Regions from separate parts of the Astyanax mexicanus genome. Here region 1 is linked to region 2. Evidence: chromatin contacts called from public Hi-C data. All regions are on one chromosome and are shown on one strand. The core of a region is the stretch at or near the end of the contact, and the rest is flanking DNA. Distances in the headings are between cores, read along the strand shown. Region 1 holds the start of gadd45aa (growth arrest and DNA-damage-inducible, alpha, a). Region 2 overlaps gng12a (guanine nucleotide binding protein (G protein), gamma 12a).

Evidence for each region. A called contact is a pair of places that touch in the nucleus more often than the background predicts.
Region 1: a contact with region 2 is called in a Hi-C map of muscle, with 19 times the contacts expected there. The contact joins the promoter of gadd45aa here to the enhancer-like site in region 2. A contact is called at or near these places in 2 of 3 Hi-C or Micro-C datasets (both in muscle).

What each region holds. Positions count from the first base shown.
Region 1 is chr4:55,434,063-55,440,981 of AstMex3_surface, reverse strand. It overlaps gadd45aa (growth arrest and DNA-damage-inducible, alpha, a), which reads left to right and starts at 1,666. Exons shown (of 4, transcript XM_049476716.1): 1 at 1,666-1,914; 2 at 3,580-3,681; 3 at 4,917-5,145. The coding sequence starts at 1,874.
Region 2 is chr4:55,385,608-55,392,744 of AstMex3_surface, reverse strand. All of the region lies in intron 1 of gng12a (guanine nucleotide binding protein (G protein), gamma 12a), which reads right to left. All of the region lies in intron 1 of LOC125801079 (a long non-coding RNA gene), which reads right to left. Among protein-coding and RNA genes, the nearest start is that of gng12a, 11 kb to the right of the region's middle. Within about 2 kb of position 5,309, the one cell type or tissue checked has an H3K27ac peak away from gene starts, as active enhancers do.

The DNA of each region.
Region 1 (6,919 bases), core at 417-2,916, 52 kb before region 2:
GTTTAAGAGTTTTTTTTAGATAAAAATAGCTAAGCATTAATTATAGTTTATATGTTTCTGTAACTGTATTGATCATACACATTCCTTTATTCATATGCTTTAATATATATTTATGATTTTAAATTTTTTCTTAAATTACATTTCTATATATTTGTAATTCACCTAAAGCAGATTAATTAGTAATTATAACCCCTAAATAGTCTGCACCTATAGCTTTATGCTTTATATAGCAACTGCTTATAGCAACACCTTAGTTACCACCTCAGAAATTATAGCAACTGCCTAGCAACCAATTATCAACACCTCATAAGCCATTTGGAATGCCTTAGCATCTGCCTAGCAGTACACCTTAGCAACCACCTCAAAAATTATAGCAACTGCCTAGCAACCATTTAGCAACACCTTATGAGCCATTTGGATTACCTAAGCAACAGCATAGCACCCCTTCTGCAGCCACCTGGGATTCCATAGCAAGTGGCAACTAATCAACTAATTGGCAATACCTTAGACAGTACCACAGATCTTATAGCAACTACCTAGCAACAGCTTGGCATGCCCTGGAATACCACAGCCACAACTTAACAACACCTTAACAACCCTTTTGATAAACCATAGCAACAGCATAGCACCCAGTTAGAAACACATGCATGTTCCATAGCAACTGCCTACCAACTCCTTAGCAACCACTTGGTAAACCATAGCAACAGCATAGCAACCAGGCAGGAAGGACCTGGTATACCATAGCAACTGCCTGGCAACACCTTTGCAACCACCTCAGAAATTATAGCAACTGCCTTAGCAACTACCCACCAGATATTATATTCACGTTTTCATGGCTATTTAAGATGTTAATCTGTTAACCCTCTTTTTTAAACAATATTTGGTGTTTTTACAATATACTTTTACAATATGATATTTTTTATTTATTTTTTTTTTTGTCGAAAAAAATATATTTTTTATTTTTTTTTATTTTCCTTAAATGCCATCGTAGTTTACTGCAAGATTTTTTTGACTACATTTTGTATTTTTATTTATTTTATTTCTTTATTGTTTTATCATTCTTTATTCTTTTTCTTCATTTTTCTTTTAGATTTGTAACATTTGTGTTATGTGAACTTGTGTTGTGCAACTAGGTTTATATATTCAGTGTTTTAAAACAGCTTTTCATAACTTCAGTACTTTACTTAGCGTAAAAAGCACTAAAATGTGGTGCATTGTGTTTAATCTGGCAGCTGTAATTTACGCAAAATACGTTTAAAACGCGTAAATATGCTAAATCATAACTTTTGTATTTTACTGATTTATTCCCACCAATGAACAGCGCGAAGCGGCATGCCTGGGCAAAGACAGAGAGCTCGTGACCGGGCATGGATACAAGTCACGCCCCACCACTGCAACGAGCCAATGAGAGACGTCTCCTCTTGTTGCCACGCGCGCTGACTTGCTGCGACCACCAATCACAGCGCCGCTTGAAAAAAAAATAAACCCTCATTATAATACGCCCTTCGCAGGAGTCCAGAGCCTGAAACTGGAGTAAGCGGTAAACTGTTGAAGCTGAAGATGATTTAAATACATCCAATCAGGATTAATATTCTTTTTTGCTCTGGTATCTTTGTTTGCATACAGCCAATCAGGATTAGCATGCAAATTTAGAGCGTCGATCCTAATTTGCGTACAGCCAATCAGCGGGAGATATGCAGATTTTGACAGCTCTGAGAAGGATCTTTATCTGTATGTTCTCAGAGCCGCGCAGGAACAGAACGATCTAACCGGCGAAAAGAGCAGAAACGAGCTAAAAACAGCGTATTTTACCGGCTAGTTTGGACCTTTTAGATCGGATTTACCTCAATCCGTGCTGGATTATACGAGAAACATGACTTTTGAGGACTTTAACGGAGAATATCCTGTGGAAAAGTGAGTAAATGTGTCTTTTTCCGTTAATATTTCGCGTGCACGCGCCGTTTTAAAGCAGTGCAATGTGTTTAGCAAGCTAATTAATCAATATTTCTAAATTGTGAGATAAATGTATTGCTTTTTACTAGAAAAATAAGGTTTATTTAAGCCTTTTAGCTACTTACAACCTATTTAACTTGCTTTACCTTCATTACTATCTAGTTATTTAGCTAACTAACCACTTTAGCAACCTAGTTTATTACCTAGTTAACTAAAAGTTAGCTAAAATAACAGGTTTCCTTGGTTAAGGTATCTTGTTGCCATAGTTACTTAACTTAAGTTTATATTAGCAAGTTTACATATTTATGTGCATGCAAAACAATAGGTTTGGTTGGGTATTTTTTTTTGCTGTTTTGGTGGTTGGTGTGGTGTAGTGGATAACACCACCACCTGACAGTGAGCTACTATGTGGGAGACTAGGTTTCAATTCCCGTTCTGGGTGACTATGCTATGCTATGCTATGTATTTTGTAATTTGGGGAATTTTTTAATTGCAAAACTAACTAGAATTTGTAGTTAGTTCACAAAATTATATTTTGCATTATGCATTTTTTATGTTTTTGCATTGTGCATGCAGCTATAGCTGTATATATGTATTTATACACATTTTACCTGCATGACAATTAGGGATGCACAATAATATCAGAATTATATCAGTATTGGCGATATAATTCTATTTATTTTTTATTTTTATTTTTTCAATATAGTTCCGAATATCAATATGGACCACGCACTCAAGTTCAAAAATTGAAATTTCACAATGCACAATTTATCGCAATATTTTGGCATGCAGACAAAATGTTTTACTAGCGTTAGGTTTAAATTGCTATTTAAATACCTTCTAATGCAAAACATAGAGATTTATAGTCTTTTTTTTTGCTGCACGTCATCAAATTAATTAAACAAGATTTTTTTTAATACTCTTTAATGAAATCTACAGCTGGGGCATCGATCATCAATATGCATATTAAAGCATATTTTCAATATGATAAAATATATCGGTAGGTCATAATTGCCCAGCTCTTTGGCTGATATTTCAAACTGATACTTGCTGACGTATTTATTGTAAAAGCTAGTTTTAATTATTTGTATTAGTTTTAAAGTTATCTTTAATGTGTCTAATCTCTCTGTAAATGTTTAATATCGATATCGGCATCTGCTCAGAATACCCACATCGGTGCATCCCTTATGACATCATCATCTTTTTAACCTTTTAAAAGCATTTATCTTTAACCAAATTGACTAGGAATATATAGGAATGTTTGAAGGAAGTTGTGTTAAACAGAATCCAGTGTTCTAGTTGTTGGAGATACAGTATCTCACGTGCTCTAAACAATATGTTTTTCCTGTATGTACTGTATTTACTGTAACATGAATCATAAACTGGCTTGTTTTTATTAGCTAAGATTAATTATTTAAAGCACTTGCTTCCTTCTTCTTCTTCATCAGACGTAATGTTCCTCATTGGTGCTCCAGCATGTATCTAGTTAAAGCTATCTAGTGCACGTGCATTTTTATATAATTATTACCCCAATGTTCCTCATCTTGTGCTTTCTGCTTGTGGTATTTCAGGATTGATTTTTTCTGCACAATAACTCAAGTTCACAGTTTTATCTTCTTATTTCAGGATGGATTCTGTGTCCAAAGCTCTGGAGGAGGTCCTCAGTGCAGCTTTGCTCCAAGGCTGCATCACAGTTGGAGTTTATGAAGCGGCGAAGTCGCTAAATGTGTAAGTTGGCATCAAATAAAGTGATAAAGAAACTGAGATTTAGAAGGGAATAAACAGAGTTGTAAAGTAACTCAATACAAATACACTATCTACACTTTACTGGAGTAATTATTGGTTAGCTTCTAAATTTAAAAATAGCCTCGTTATGTGCAGAGAAAAAAATGCCCTCCATCAAGACCTAAAACAAACTTAAAGAAACATAGTAATGGCCCAGTGCATCTCTAGTTGCTTAACTTTAGTGTCTTTAGTGTTCGTGTTGCCTCAGCCTTCCTCTCACCATCAGCGTATCTCTCGAGTGAAGGCTGAGGCAGGGTCTTTTTGCTGGTTCAATGCGGGCCAGCTGGGACAGACCGGGGCTGCACGTCATGGTGTGGGGGGGACACGTTTCCCCTGCCTCCACACTTTGCAATGTGAATGTATATATAGTACACAAGCTGGAACGTTTTAGGTTCCAAAATTAGGTGCGTAAATAGGAATGGAAAGTTTATTGTCTTTAAAAGGGTTAATTCTTTTGTTACGATTAGGCCTGTCACAATAATTACATTAACGACTTATCGTACAATATATTGGCATAAACTCAATTATTTTACTTATCGAGAAAGGCCCATAAATGTAATGGCCTAAGCTTTCGTTCTTAATGTTAGCATTAGCATTTTTCCCCTTACATTACTTTCACTTTATATTTTAAGTAGTTTTGAAACCAGTACTTTTTTAAACACTTTTACTTAAAGAGTAAAAAGCTTGAGTTGATACTTCAAGTTCAACAGAAGTATTTTTATTTTAAACCCTAGTATCTACAGTATACTTCTACCTCAACCAATCCATTAATCAATCAACCTTTATTTAAACTCAGAGTACAGTGATAAAAATAAAAACAGCATAAAATAAAAACAGCATTAGAAAAAATTAAATCAAATAAAAACAGCATAAGACAGATGAATAAATAAAACTAAACATAAACACATAAAATACTAAAATATAAATAACTATAATTTAGCAACAACTAAAAAAAAAAATAAAAGAAAAGGAACAAACCAAGATTAAATACAAAGTTAACTAAAAAAAATTGAGTGACACCAGTGAGCTGAGTTTTAGTGATTCCTGTAGTGAATTCCAGCTTACTGGTGCTGCTCTGTAGCTAAAAGCAGTTTTTCCCAGAGATTTTTCTACCTACAAAGTAATAATCAGAGATATGTTTATGTTAAATGAGTGTTTGCTTGTTGTTTGGTGCTCAGGGACCCTGATAACGTGGTGCTCTGCATCCTGTCCACCGACGACGAGGACGTTAAAGACGTGGCTCTTCAGATTCACTTCACTTTAATCCAGGCGTTCTGCTGTGAGAACTACATCGACATCCTGCGGGTGAAGAGCACCAGACGCCTGGCCGAGATCCTCGGAGGAGGAGGAGGAGGAGGAGGGAAGCCTGGAGGAGAGCAGATGGACTTCCACTGCGTCCTGGTCACTGTGAGTAATAATACCATTGATTAATTAATGTATTAATTGGTTAATTGGTTGATTGGTCAATTGGTATGATTGACACATATGTATTGCAAGGTAGCTCTAGTTTGCAAACATTTCAATTTCCAAAAAGTGTGAAACTACCTTTAAAAGTAAAAATAAATAAATAAATAAATAAATTATCCACTAATTAATATATGATTGATTGATGTATTAATTGGTTAATTGATTGGTTAATAGACAGATATGTATTGCAAAGTAGCTCTAGTCTTCAAACATTTCCATTAAAAAAAAAAAACACCTGCAAAAAGTAACATAAAACTACCTTTAAAAGTTAAACGATTACGTTTTTTATTTACTGACTAATTTACTGATTGATTCATTCATTCATTCATTCATTAATCAATATATTGCTAGGTAGCTTTAGTCAGCAAACTATAAACATCTAACACCCACAAAAAGTACACAACTAATATGAAACTGCCTTTAAAATAAACCATTTAATATTTTATTAACTGATTAATTTATTATTGATCGATCGATAGATACCTGTTAACAGGTAGCACTAGTCGGCAAACGATACATTTCCAACATCTACAAAAGGTTTAAAAATAAACCATTACATTTTTTATTCAGTAATTAATGTATTTATTTATTGAATGATTGATTGGTATTAAATGGTTAATTGATTGATTATGATATACAGATACGTATTGCAAGGCAGCTCTAATCTGCAAACATTTCCATTAAAAAAAAAAACATCTACAAAAAATACACAATTAGTGTAAAACTGCCTTTTAAAGTAAACCAGTTAATTTTTGAATTACTGATTGATTGATTGATTGATTGATTGATTGATTGATTGATTGATTGATTAATCGCTTGATACCTGTTGCTAGGTAGCTCTAGTCTGCAAACTATAAACTTCCAGCATCTACAAAAGGAACACAACTAATGTTAAACTGTCTTTGTAAATAAACCATTTTATTTCTTATTTACTGATTAATTGATGGATTGATGTATTCGTTAGTTAATTGATTTAACTAACAACACTTGCAAGAAGTACACAACTAAAACTGTAAAAACTGCCTTTGAAAGTAAACCAAAAAAGCTTATTTGTTTATTTTTTTGTTTATTCATTGACTAATTAATTGATTAATTGATTGATTGATTGATTGATTGGCGACTGCGAGATTTAGAGTAGCCGCACACTTACACCAACCCTTACTATAAGTGTGAGCTGTGAGTGTGAGCAGGTGTGAATGTAGGGCAGGAGGCTGAAGGGCACAGAACATGTCCCGACATGTCCTTTAACACTGAGCCCACACTAAACACACTCAACACACTCAACACTTTGAGCCTGAGTAGCCCTAAAAATAGCGTGTTTATTACATAATCGTATTAAATCTAGTAATTCGCTCCAAAAAGAAAACTATATAAATTTACTAAGTGTTAAATTCAGTGAATAATTCTTTGGAAATGTACAAATTATTATTAGTTTGGATATTTCAAACTGATGCTTGCTAACACACACATATATATATATATATATATATTGAATTAATTGTGCAACACTCTCCGCACTACTACAATTAGCCAACACTGGTTGCTTTCCTTTAAAATTCATTGATTTAAGCTAATTTTAATTGTTATTATGAGTTTTAAAGTTATAAACTAACATACTGGGGTCTCTTTGTAGTCTCTCTGTAACCTTTTAAATCTTTAAAAGCTAAAGTTAAAGTGCACTTTAAACAGTATTTAATGCCACTACATATATATT
Region 2 (7,137 bases), core at 4,060-6,559:
AGGAAGTGATACAGGCTGTACCTGGCTGGCAGGAAGTGCGGCGGCAGCAGGTTCGGCCTGTATAAATAAGGAAGCGATGCCCATATTAGAGCATCGGGTTATGAAACGCTGCAGGGTGACGGCAGGTGAAGAAATCCTTATCAGACCCGGTCTAATCACTGCTGCACTGATTACACATTAATTTAATATGAATTAATAAGGTTTAAACATGCTGTTAACCTAATAAATCACCAACACCTACATCTACTGTAGCATTCCACTCATTCCACACAAGATCTTTATCATATCCTCCTAAGACCTGAACTCTTGCATAACTCTACTCTACTATGCTATTTGGGTTAATTGGCAAATGATTAAGGCCCTGTCCCACTGCGATTGCGTCTAAATATCCACTAAAGTACGTCCAAATTTCAGTGGACGCAGTTTAGTGGATATTTAGTGGATATTTAGATGCAATCTGGACGTAGTTTAGTGGATATTTGGACGGCACCGTCCAAGTGGACGTAGTTTAGACGTTGCCGTCCACTTTAGACGCAAAAGTGGTTTTGGTACCTCCCAAAATTTTCGGAATAGACGGCGACTAATATGGACGTAATTTAGTGGATATTTAGACGCAGTACGGACGTATTTTAGTGGATGTTTGGACGGCACGTACAGGTGGACGTCGACGTCCATAAAAATATTTTTCTGGCGTCCATCGCTTTTCCACACTTTCCAAGATGCCAGCCAAGAGGAAGGGTTCCGCTAAGACGGCCGCCGCCAAGCGATTTTCCGAGGAGGCAGTTCCAGCCCCCGAGGAACCATGCAGGAGTATGTTCTGCTGCTGCACCATCACTGCAAGGAATCTGTGGTCCATGGTTGTGTAGAAGAGAATAGATGTGCTCTCTCTTGTAGCTCAAGAAGAAACGATGATTCACTAGAAAAAACAACCATATCTAGTTGGAAGTCGACGTCCAAAGAGTGGACGTCGACGTCCAACTTCAATTTAGACGGAATATGGACGTCTATATTTTGGACGCAGCGCGTTCACTCAGTGGACGCAGTGTTTTCTGATAAATTTGGACGTACTTTAGTGGATATTTAGACGCAATCGCAGTGGGACAGGGCCTTTAGTGTAGAACAAAAAATATATATTTTTTTACATGATGTAGTTTCTAAGAAAAATGCTGTCCACATATAAGAACTTGAGGACTTTAGTGCAAAAAATGAGTGCAAAAAAAAAAAATAGAAACCACCATTGTGCCCCTTCGCGCAGTATGGAATTAATAAGAAGTGCTGCTTCAACACAAAGACATAACAAAGTGAAAACATAAACATTTACTGTATTTACTCTTCATTTAAATGTCTAAACCAAAATCAAAACTGTAACGTGCTGAACTCTTCTGCCACCACTAGGTGACAGTATAATGGCCTCATATGAGGACACCAGGCTCTCGTAGAGCGAAATTTAGTGTCTAGACAACCCAAAATGTGATGTCCACACAGGACCTAGGAGGATACACAATACCTCGACCAGCCGTAACATTAAAATTGTTTTTTGACAAGACAATGCAAAATCACATGCTGCACACATTACAAAGGCATGGCTGCAGAGGAAGAAGATGGTACAGGTCAATACTCCTATTGTGCCACAAATAGACGACTGAAGTCGTGCGTCATTCTGTAGTCCTCGTACGTTTAAGCGTTTTTTCTCTATGAGAAAAATGAATAGGGTTTTTAAAAACCTGCCTCTGTCTGTGGTAAATAAATCTGTTCAGACCTCTGTACGTTTTATTCTGTGTACATTTACCTCCTGAACATCACTGGATCCTCTGAATTATGAGATCGTTTAAGAGTCGTGATGAGAAAAATGCTAATTTTGAGCTAATGCTACAGCGCTGCAGTGAACTGACCTCACAGCGCAGCTGCAGAGATCGGCAGGGGACTCTTTTCGGCGCAACACCAGAGAACTCCGGCCGAAAGTTTACAGCGTATTAAACACAGCTGATCCAACTAATGAACTAACTGCCCTCTCTAAAGAGAGCTGAGAGTGTTACAGCAGAAACTCACTAACCCAGCAGCACAGAATTACCCGAGAACCAGCTTTAAACTCTGTAGCACGTTTTAATAATTACTGTCTTTATTATCCAGTGAAATGAATTAGAGATGTTTGGTGTTTCTGACTCGTTGATTTAGTACATTAAGCCACGTTAAGATTTGTCCTTATGATAGCTTTCTGTGGAAGAAAAAACACACACATTAAGCCTTTTTACATTAAGTATTTTAGACTCTATGGTTCTTAAGACTCTTTGGTTTTGGAGTAGCTCTGTCCTGCTAATGTCCTGCTGTATCACTTAGCTTCTCTTAGCGAGGGCAGATAGTTCGTTGATTAGTTAGTTGTTAGTTGTTTATTTGTGTCAGGTGTGCTATAATAAACTAATGACCATAATGACTCACACTGCTCAACCTCTTAGACACGGAAGCCCAAATACGGGCATAAACAACATGGTGCCCACTACAAAATCAAAATGACGAGACGACTACAGTGGTCTATTCTTCTTGATTTAATCTGAAGCATGGACTTTACAAGACCTCTAAAAGTGTCCTGTAATAATTGGAACACCAAGACTAACATACAAAGGCATGGCCATATTACATAGTATGTGCAGGGTTTATCTGATCCTGGACCAGTTGAAATTTGTCTCTGGACTGCCAGCAGTTTGGGAATGGCACAGATAGCGATTAACGTTCGATTTACATCAACATATTATCAGATAATGTCTTACGTCTTATTAGCTAATGCTAATTGGTTCTTTGGCTGATTGGCATAGTCGGCAGGATTTCTCAGTCTGTTTCCAAAGAAATCTTTCATTCACAGCGACACAAATCAACATGCCGCGCTGCCACTGATGCCAGGCGGCAGCCGCTAGGTGAGCTGGCACGCGAGTGAGGATGTCATCGCCGCTGCCAGCCTGTGCCGGGTTGCGTTAGCGGCATTTAATAATCGATTACAGCAGCAGGTAATCGAGGAACAAGTTGTTGAACTGAGATTGAGGTGTTTGTTTTGCTGTATTGTGACACAGATACACAGAAACCGTACAATAAGACTGTGAGATATGATCAGAATAATAGAGTTACAATAACAAACAATAACACTGTTGCATGCTGGGATTGTGAAATGCTATATACACTGTATGAAGGCTATTACAAAAGAGTTTATCCTACTCTACTGACCTGAAAAAAAAAGACTTTCTACTTGATTTAAGGGAGCATTGCTGTGAGGATTTGATCGTATTCAGTGATATGAGATGAAAAAATAATCCTCAACTCATTCAAAACTAAAAGTACTAGTTTTTTAATACCCATCTACTCTATCCAATAGATTTATATATAATAATTGACCTGCTCCAAAAAGTCCTATAATTAATAATTAATAAATAATAATAAATAATGATTCTATTATATTTATATTTAATTTATTTATATATAATTTATATATTTATATATAAATATATTTATTATTTCTTGAACAATTTATAGTGTGTAAATGTTTTTTTTTTTATTATTTTATTCGTGTTTTAGTTATTCAGGAGTTTTAAACATTATTATGATACAATCCCAAAATACATTATTTTATTATTGCGGTTAATTCTGGGATAATACATCACGCAAAAAATAAAAATAAATAAAAATAGCTTAAAAATAAGTTCTCACTTTTTTTAGCCTAATTATCCTCAAAATTAGGTTTATAATGTATTATATATATATATAAACCTATAAACCTAATATATATAAAATATATATATATTTATATAAACATCCTATGAGATGAATCTGTAGAGAGGGTGGGTCATGCAGCAGGACAATGACCCATAACACTCAATTTGTTCTACTAAAGAATGGTTTAAGAATAATAATAATAAAGTTAATGTTTTGGAATGGGGCCAAATTAAAGTCCTGGCATTAATAAAAAAAAAAAAATTAAGATAGTGTTTTCCTTTTATTTATTTTTTTCATTTATTTAGAATATCATTTTTATATTCCAAATACCCAATACACAAATGTTCTTATCAATAAAATGTCAATAATCTTTAAAAGTGTTAAATGTGCAATGCATAATTTTATTATTGAGGTTAATTCTATGGCAATACATCATGCAAGTAGTAAAAATAAAAATAGTTTAATTAGCCTCAAAATATAGTCTATAATGCATTATAACAGACCTCAAATAATGCAAAGAAAACAAGTTCATATTCATAAAGTTTTAAGAGTTCAGAAATCCAGAAATATTTGGTGGAAAAACCCTGGTTGTTTTTTTAATCACAGTTTTTATGCATCTTGGCATCATGTTCTCCTCCACCAGTCTTACACACTGCTTTTGGATAACTTTATGCTGCTTTACTCCTGGTGCAAAAATTCAAGCAGTTCCTCTTGATTATATTCCAGAGGTTTTTAATTGGTAAAAGGTAAAAAAAATGGTAAAATCAAAGAAACTCATCATTTTTAAGTAAAAATCCCAGTCACAACACTAGCACTGATTTACCCACAGTTCTGCAGGAGAACAGCACGTGCTGAAATTACTGCAAGTCATCCTAACCTCAGCTAGAGTGACTGAAGATCAATGTCCACAAATTATACAGACCACAAGTTACACAGCGCACCAATCACACAGCGCCACCTTCTGCAGGAGCCTGGAACTGCAGATTCAGGGCAAGGGTTACTGTATGATGACATCCCATAATAACAGAGTTACCTCACTGTTATTAAACACACGGTCATCACAGGCCACCAAACATAAATAAAAGGCGCATTTTAACTAAAATATTATGGATTTATAAAAAAAAAATAGTTAACAGCATAAATGAGATCGCACATTGCAAAATAAAAAATAAAAATACATTGCTGCAGGCATAAATATACATCGTAAATGGGTCAATATTTTCAATATAATGTGTTTTTTTGTGTTGAAACGTAGTTTAAATAGTTTAAATCAGTCGTTGTCAAACACTTCTTATTTTAGATTTTCTCTTAGTTCTTTATTTCTTTCATTATTTTTTATATATTTTAAATAGTTTTGTATTTTTAACTTATTTTTATTTAATTATTTTATCAGTATTATTATTATTATTATTATTATTATTTATTATTGTACTATGTAATACAGTACAGTACTGCACTGTAACTATCGATTAAAACTCAAGTTTTACTTTTTTCTATTTTTATTTTTTATTCACACACACACATACAGAAAGAGAATAGGAGAATGAGAGAGAAAGAGAGAGAGAGAGAAAGAAAGAGGGAGTGAGAAAGAGAGAGTGATCAAAAGAGACAGAAAGAAAGAGACAGAAAAACAGAGACATAGATAAAGGAAGAGAGAAAGATACAGAAAGAGAGAGAGAGAGTTTTACTTTTTTCTATTTTTCTATTTTATTCACTGTTATTTTAAATTTTCTTTTAATTTAAAATTATTAAATGTTTCCATCCATTACTTAATTTGTTCACCCTGTTATAATCCAATAAAGCATCCTCTGGCGCCACCTCTTGGACAGAAAAAGAGGTACAAGCACTTGGGTGACTATAAAAATAATCATAAATAAAATAAAAATACTAATTCTAGTGTATTACATTTACATTAAATGTGCTGATTTTTCACATAAAAACAGAATAATACAGTTAATACAGAGAAATGCTGAATACATGGACAAAAGTGTTGGGACACCTGTTGGTTCTTTGTTTTTTTCTGAAATGAAGGGTATTAAAAAGAGTGTATCCTGCTTTTGTTGGAGTAACTGTCTCTACTGACCTAAAAAGGGTTTCTACTAGATTTAAGTGCAGCATTGCTGTGAGAATTTGACTGTATTTAATCAAACGTGATGAAAAAGTAATACCGAACTCATCTCAAAACAAAACATCCAACAGGTTCACATTTATCTAGGTTCATTATTAATAATATAAAATAATAATAAATAAAATAAAAATATTAATTCTAGTGTATTACATTTACATTAAATGTGCTGATTCTTCACATAAAACCAGAATAATACAGTTTGAGAGAAATGCTGAATTTAAAGCCTGTTTTAAACCAGACCCTTTTCATTTAGTTACGATAACTTAACATTTTTAAAACAAGCTACATGGGACAAACCACTGGGTAATACTGCCTGTGTGCTTTATGTTTGAAAACAGAACAGAAAACATTCATTGATATTGCACCTCCGGTGTGCCTTATAGTCCAAAAAATACAGTATATTCTTGCAGTTTTTTATTATTTTATTATATCTTTTTATTAACACGATCTGGCCCACATCACCTCCATTCTTCACAATGATGCACTAATTTCCTATTCCCTCTGGGAGAATAAAGACTAGCATGCATTTCCACACCATTACATAAAACCCTATAATAAAACCCTATAATAAAGCCCTATAATAAAACCCTATAATAAAACCCTATAATAAAGCCCTATAATAAATCCCTATAATAAAACCCTATAATAAAGCCCTATAATAAAACCCTATAATAAAGCCCTATAATAAAGCCCTATAATAAAGCCCTATAATAAAACCCTATAATAAAACTCTATAGTAAAGCCCTATAATAAAACCCTATAATAAAGCCCTATAATAAGCCCTATAATAAAACTCTATAATAAAGCCCTATAATAAAACCCTATAATAAAGCCCTATAATAAAACCCTATAGTAAAGCCCTATAATAAAGCCCTATAATAAAGCCCTATAATAAAACCCTATAATAAAGCCCTATAATAAAACCCTATAATAAAGCCCTATAATAAAACCCTATAATAAAGCCCTATAATAAAACCCTATAATAAAACCCTATAATAAAACCCTATAATAAAACCCTATAATAAAGCCCTATAATAAAGCCCTATAATAAAACCCTATAATAAAACCCTATAATAAAACCCTATAATAAAGCCCTATAATAAAACCCTATAATAAAGCCCTATAATAAAACCCTATAATAAAACCCTATAATAAAACCCTATAATAAAGCCCTATAATAAAGCCCTATAATAAAACCCTATAATAAAACCCTATAATAAAACCCTATAATAAAACCCTATAATAAAGCCCTATAATAAAGCCCTATAATAAAACCCTATAATAAAGCCCTATAATAAAACCCTATAATA